Linked DNA regions of Zea mays: region 1 is linked to region 2. The links are chromatin contacts, called in public Hi-C maps. All regions are on one chromosome and are shown on one strand. The core of a region is the stretch at or near the end of the contact, and the rest is flanking DNA. Distances in the headings are between cores, read along the strand shown. Region 1 holds the start of LOC100279158. Region 2 holds the start of LOC103634135 (glutamate receptor 2.9).

Region 1 (2,700 bases), core at 60-2,559, 220 kb after region 2:
GAGTGTGAACACATAAATAGAATTATTATTTTATCAATTATCCTGTTATTGTAGATTAAGATTTAAAAAGTGCATCATTGGAGAACGTGCTGGTGCTAATCACCTCTAGTTTTTGCTCGTGCTAGACGCTGTAGGTAACCTTGTTCCCCATTCGTTGTTGCTTGCCGGGTAGATGAAAAACCTTTTACTTTGCAGTGTGTAGTCCTAGGAGGTAAGGTATAAGCATGATATGATTGTTTTATTTATTTTGTTGTACTTTGTAGTCTACATGAACATACTTAAATTGTTTTTTATATTTCTTTTAGATGCTGGATTATTTACCATGGGTTCATTGATTGTTCTTCATATTTTGTTAGCCAATATTTTTTATCGAATATAAATTAGTTCAGTAACTTAGTTCATACGCAATCGCAATTTTTTGACAACAATAGATTATCCTTAATAAGTTGTTATTCCTATATAGTTAATGAGATAACTTATGAAGAGGACAGAAGATATCGCTTCTCTTTTCCAGAAACATGCAACAAAGAAGGCTCTTGCTAGTGTTGCTACGCCATCTCCTTCCTCATGTCCAGTTGCAGCCGAGACAGAAGAGCAACCTTAAGAGCGACTAATTGAAGAACAACTTCAGGAGCGAGTAGCTAAAGAGCAAGCTCAAGATCATATACCACCGTCTATCCGATCAGTGTTATTGACACCAGCACCACCATCAGGCTAAATAGCAAACCTCACGAGTCATAGAGTGTGACTCTTACGTGGACCAGATAGATTTGGTCGAAGTGTAAGACGTAGTTGATATATGATCAATATATTATTTTGCTCTCATCGAAGGAGTACAATACAACACACGATCCATGTAACACGTACGAGTGACAATGATCTTCACCGAAGGGTGTATCACATCTTTGATGTTATTTGTAAAGTATAAAACCGTGACACGAACTGATAAATATTGTTATTAAACTTGTAATAATATTTAAATATTCCATCCGTCTTAAAATATAGTTCTTTTTAACCCATTTTTATGTCCATATTCATTCAAATGATAATGAATATAGACATATATGTAAACTATATTTATATATTACTTAATAAATATAGTCTAAAATAAATTATATTTTGGGATGGAGGGAGCAATTTTTTTTTGTTGAAATTTCCATCGGGCTTTATCGCCAAAAACCAGGGAACTCTCTGTTCGATAGATCGATCGATTAATCTGCTGTATAAGTAGATAAATTGGTTAAAAACCGAGCCAATTTAAAATTTATTTTGGATTTAAATTCTACCGGTTTCTATTAGTTTACGTCGATTTATCGTGATTTGCTATGCGTTCGACGGCACACGGCACTACGGCAGTGGCAGTGCCCAGCGGTTAGCGGCGAGAGAAGAGATGCCGCTGGCCGCCGCTGTTTCTCTCCCCTCGCCCACGCCAGGGCCGCGCGAGCCCCGCCTCCGTCGGACTCTCGATGCCGTCCACCGACCTTCGCCGCCTCACTGCCCGCATCGTCGACCTCCCGCCGGGCTCGCCCAGGTTTGCCTCGCGTGCTCTCTCCTTCCCCATCCACTCCAGCGGTCGGATTGTTCTATTTTTTTTTTTGCTAGTGCCGAGTGCTGACCTTGGTTGTGCGGCGCAGATCATGGAGGACGTGGAAGCAACTGCGCGGGGGCGGGTTTCGCAACACCATCGGCATGAACGTGGTTCTAGAGGCCTGCGTGCGCTGCGGCGACGTCGACCGCGCGCTCCGGCTCTTCGAGGAAATCCGTGGGCCCAGGGGGTGTGGTGTCGACGGTGTCCTACGGCATCCTGCTCAAGGTATGCGATTGTGGTATCTGTTCATGCACGCAACCTTGACACATGCAATTGCCAAAACTCATTTGGTCAATTGTTTGTTCTAACTGTTTGAGTAACGATGGAATTGTGGAGATGAACTGAAGAAACATTGTGAGTCCAACAACAGATCTATCCTGAACATGCATGATAAGGATGCATATCCAGTAAGTCCTGTTTGGCATTGATGGAAGAGAAATGACACTCGTCTTTGTTTACTAATTGTTTGCTGAGGTTGTTGTAGCATCAGTTTGCTAGATTTCCCACAAATTGTTACTAAACATTTCATGTAAGTTGTACACACCATGACTTAATTCTCTGTCTGTTTTTGCCAAAACCAGTTGTAATATTAGTGGTCTCACCGGTCATCCAAGCAGCAAATTACATTTTTGGGTGGAACAATATCCGGATTTGTAATTTACAATGGTTTTTGACTGTTACCCGGCCTCCAAACAGATCCTTAAGGGGTGTTGGTTTGGATTTTGAAGGGCCTGTGGCAGTGCAATCTATAGGTTGGGCATACGTTGTGACTGGGCCTGGGCTACATTAGGATACATTATAGTCTCTATTATTTTTGTTATAATTTGCAAATATGTTGTTATACTGTTATGGTTGCTAGATCGGTGAGGGATTGGAGTTGCTGGTGGAGGCGGTGTGGTACTGTTCACGCGTGAATAGTCCCCGCCAATGAACATGAACAGTACCCGCCAATGAACATTAGATGTGTAGAGGGGATTGAAGAGAGGGATCGATGGGCAGAAACGCTGGCCGGAGGCCTTTGCCCGGGGCTGAGCAAGATGAGGGTTTCTCCCTTCTAATTCTTGCCTACTTTATTTCTCATCCATTAATTACATAAATATGCCGGCTGACCG
Region 2 (2,953 bases), core at 350-2,849:
CTACTCCATTGAGTTCCAATATGTTTCTATGGTCATCAAGAACATATTCAAACACTGGAATGACCCAAAGTCCAATTCCTTCTTGATTTCTCACTTTTGAACATTCATATCAAAGTCTGCACATCAGTAAGTCCTTTTAGATTATTTTCTTTGATACCTTCATTCTTGAACTTGTGATCATGCTTCTTCACTTCTCTTGAGTTAAAAACTTTAATAGTATAAAAATAAATATGAAATAATGATAAAAATTCTTAACATATTTTTCTAACATAAGTTATGATGTCCTCAATCACCTCAAAAAATATGAAGTTGAATTTCAATTTGTACGTGGACAAACAAAAAGGACAAATCTCCCTCTGTTAAGATTTGTCTTTTTCGTTTCTCCATGTAAATTTGAATTTCAAGTTCATATTTTTAGGTGATTGTGGACATCATATCTTATGTTAAAAATATTAAAAAAATTCATCATTATTTTAGATTTAGTTTTGTACCATTAAAATTATTATCTTATCTGATCTCTAACCTATCAAAACAATTATAAAAACATAATATATTTTTCGAGACTAAATTATGCTATTAGCTACTACTCCCTCCGTCCCAGTATATAAGGTGTAACTACCTATGGTTCAAAGACTAAGAAATGTATTTAATTCTTTCTATATCACTGTATCGATGTACGTGTGTCTAGAGAGAGCACGCCTTATATTATGGGACGAAGGGAGTAACCAACAAAAATTTGAAATGAAAACCCAATTTGTACATAAAGAGATAAAAAAAACAAATTTTGTTAAGGGGTAAATTGAACCAACACAAAGCTGTGGAGGGGTAAAATGAACTAAAAAATATTTTAAGGGGTTATGTGAATATTGTCCATAGGTGAAGGGGTAATTTGGAATTTCTCCATTAACAATTAGCTAGTCTATTAATTGATCTGTTCTAAAAATTTTAACTAATTTTTCCTGCTAATTATTATTACTTTTAGAGGTCTAGAACAGGGTCTTAGAGTGTGTTTGTTTCAATAGTGAGCTATGAAAAAAGTTGTTATGAGCTGTCTGTTGTGAAAAACTGCTATGAGAAAAAACGTTGAAAGTCATTTGGTTCGAACTGCTGTGAGTTATCTATTGTAAACAAACTATATATTATTTATATGCACTTTGTTTAAATCTCTTAACTAATATATCTAATATAAAAACAGATTTCACATTTATGTTCATGATACTTTTACAAATAAATTAAATTTAAAATTTCATTTTAAATTATTTTTTAAAATATTTTTATTTCATTTATTATAACACTTAATTATTTTTCATCATATGTTGGTCTCTACTTGCCTCATCTATTTATTAATATAATGAACTCAGATAAACAGTAAAAATAGGGTCCACGCTGCTATTAATTTTTCACTACACAAAATATGTCTTTTTAAAATAGCTGCAAAAAAAAGCTGAACCTACTTTTTCGAAGTAGAAGCAGTTCTAAAAGCTCAACTAAATCAACGACAATCAATGACAATCAACGATCGTGTCTAACAGTTTATCTGTACATCCAAAACACTATTTTAGACGGTAGACTACACAAAATTTTGAATATGAGGTGTAACCTGACGTGAGAAAAAAATATCGTGCCCACTGCGGTGGTCGGCTCGAGCCAAGCCAGAAAGGACCCAATAGCCAATGTGGTCTGTCAGTCGTGGGCTCGCCGTTGACTAAAGCAGACACCAGCTCAGCCCAACGACGGCCCAGAGAGTTCTAGCCCATAGCAACATGCCAACATCCCGCCCCGGAGCTCTCAGTTCTCACTTTTCGGACGGCAGCCGACGACACTTCCGGCGGGCGGCGGCGAAAGATTCTCCTTCTCCCGCGCCGCCGGGACCCTATCGACTCGCTCCTGCTCTCCTTGTCGTTTCATTTCTCTCGGCATTTAGGTTTGTGCACGCAAATTGGGGTTTCCCATGGTTCCATGGACGCCTGAGAGCTACAATGCCGAATACGTAGCTCATCCTTGCTTTCATTTTGGATAAGCCCATAGATGCTTATTTTAAACCTTGTTTTTTTTCTGCTTCTGAAGTTTCCCTTTTGCATCCTAGTCTCAGAATCCCTGGATCTGCTGCAGGTTTCAAACTAATTTTGCATGCTCAGGTAGGATGAATGAATGTCACCGAACTTTTCGGTTTGATAAATCATTATTCGCTGACATGTTTGCGTCTTTGGGAACTACTGCAGGTGTTGATTTACTGAAAAATGTCCATGTGCAAGCAATCGTCGGGCCACAGACATCTACTCAAGCTAAATTTCTTACAGAGCTTGGGAACAAGACATCAGTTCCAATCATTTCCTTTTCTGCAAACAGCCCGTCCCGGTCATCCAGCCAGACCCCATATTTCATCAGGACAGCATGGAACGACTCCTGCCAAGCTGAAGCTATTGCCTCACTTGTCCAGAAATACAATTGGAGGGAAGTCATTCCTATCATCGAGGACGATGATTCCAACACTAGATTTATCCCTGATCTCGTTGATGCCCTGGGACATGTCGATACTCGTGTTCCGTACAGGTGCAAGATCCATCCTTCTGCTGGAGAAGATGAGATAAAGCATGCTATATCAAGCTTAAAAGAATATTGGACAAGTGTCTTTGTTGTGCGCATGTCATATCAGTTAGCCCTTAAGTTTTTCCAGCTTGCTAAGGATGAGGGAATGATGGGCCAGGGCTTTGTCTGGATTACAGCATATGGTTTGACAGATATCTTCAATGTAGTTGGTTATCCTGCACTTGATGTGATGGAAGGTGTTGTTGGGATTGAGCCTTATGTTCAAGAAACTGCGAAACTAAACAAATTTAGGCAAAGATGGTGTGAGAAATATAGGTCAGAAAATCCTGGTACATCAATTAATGAGTCTATAACGTCTGGTCTGTATGCGTATGATACAGTATGGGCAATAGCATTGGCTGCA

What was found. A called contact is a pair of places that touch in the nucleus more often than the background predicts.
Region 1: a contact with region 2 is called in a Hi-C map of ear, with 2.7 times the contacts expected there. The contact joins the promoter of LOC100279158 here to the promoter of LOC103634135 in region 2. A contact is called at or near these places in 3 of 25 Hi-C or Micro-C datasets (ear, endosperm and tassel).

What each region holds. Positions count from the first base shown.
Region 1 is chr7:124,277,532-124,280,231 of Zm-B73-REFERENCE-NAM-5.0, forward strand. It overlaps LOC100279158, which reads left to right and starts at 1,310. Exons shown (of 2, transcript NM_001152189.2): 1 at 1,310-1,531; 2 at 1,635-2,230. The coding sequence starts at 1,467. The coding sequence ends at 1,896.
Region 2 is chr7:124,058,506-124,061,458 of Zm-B73-REFERENCE-NAM-5.0, forward strand. LOC103634135 (glutamate receptor 2.9) reads left to right here and starts at 1,600. Exons shown (of 4, transcript XM_020541653.3): 1 at 1,600-2,138; 2 at 2,223-2,953. The coding sequence starts at 2,645.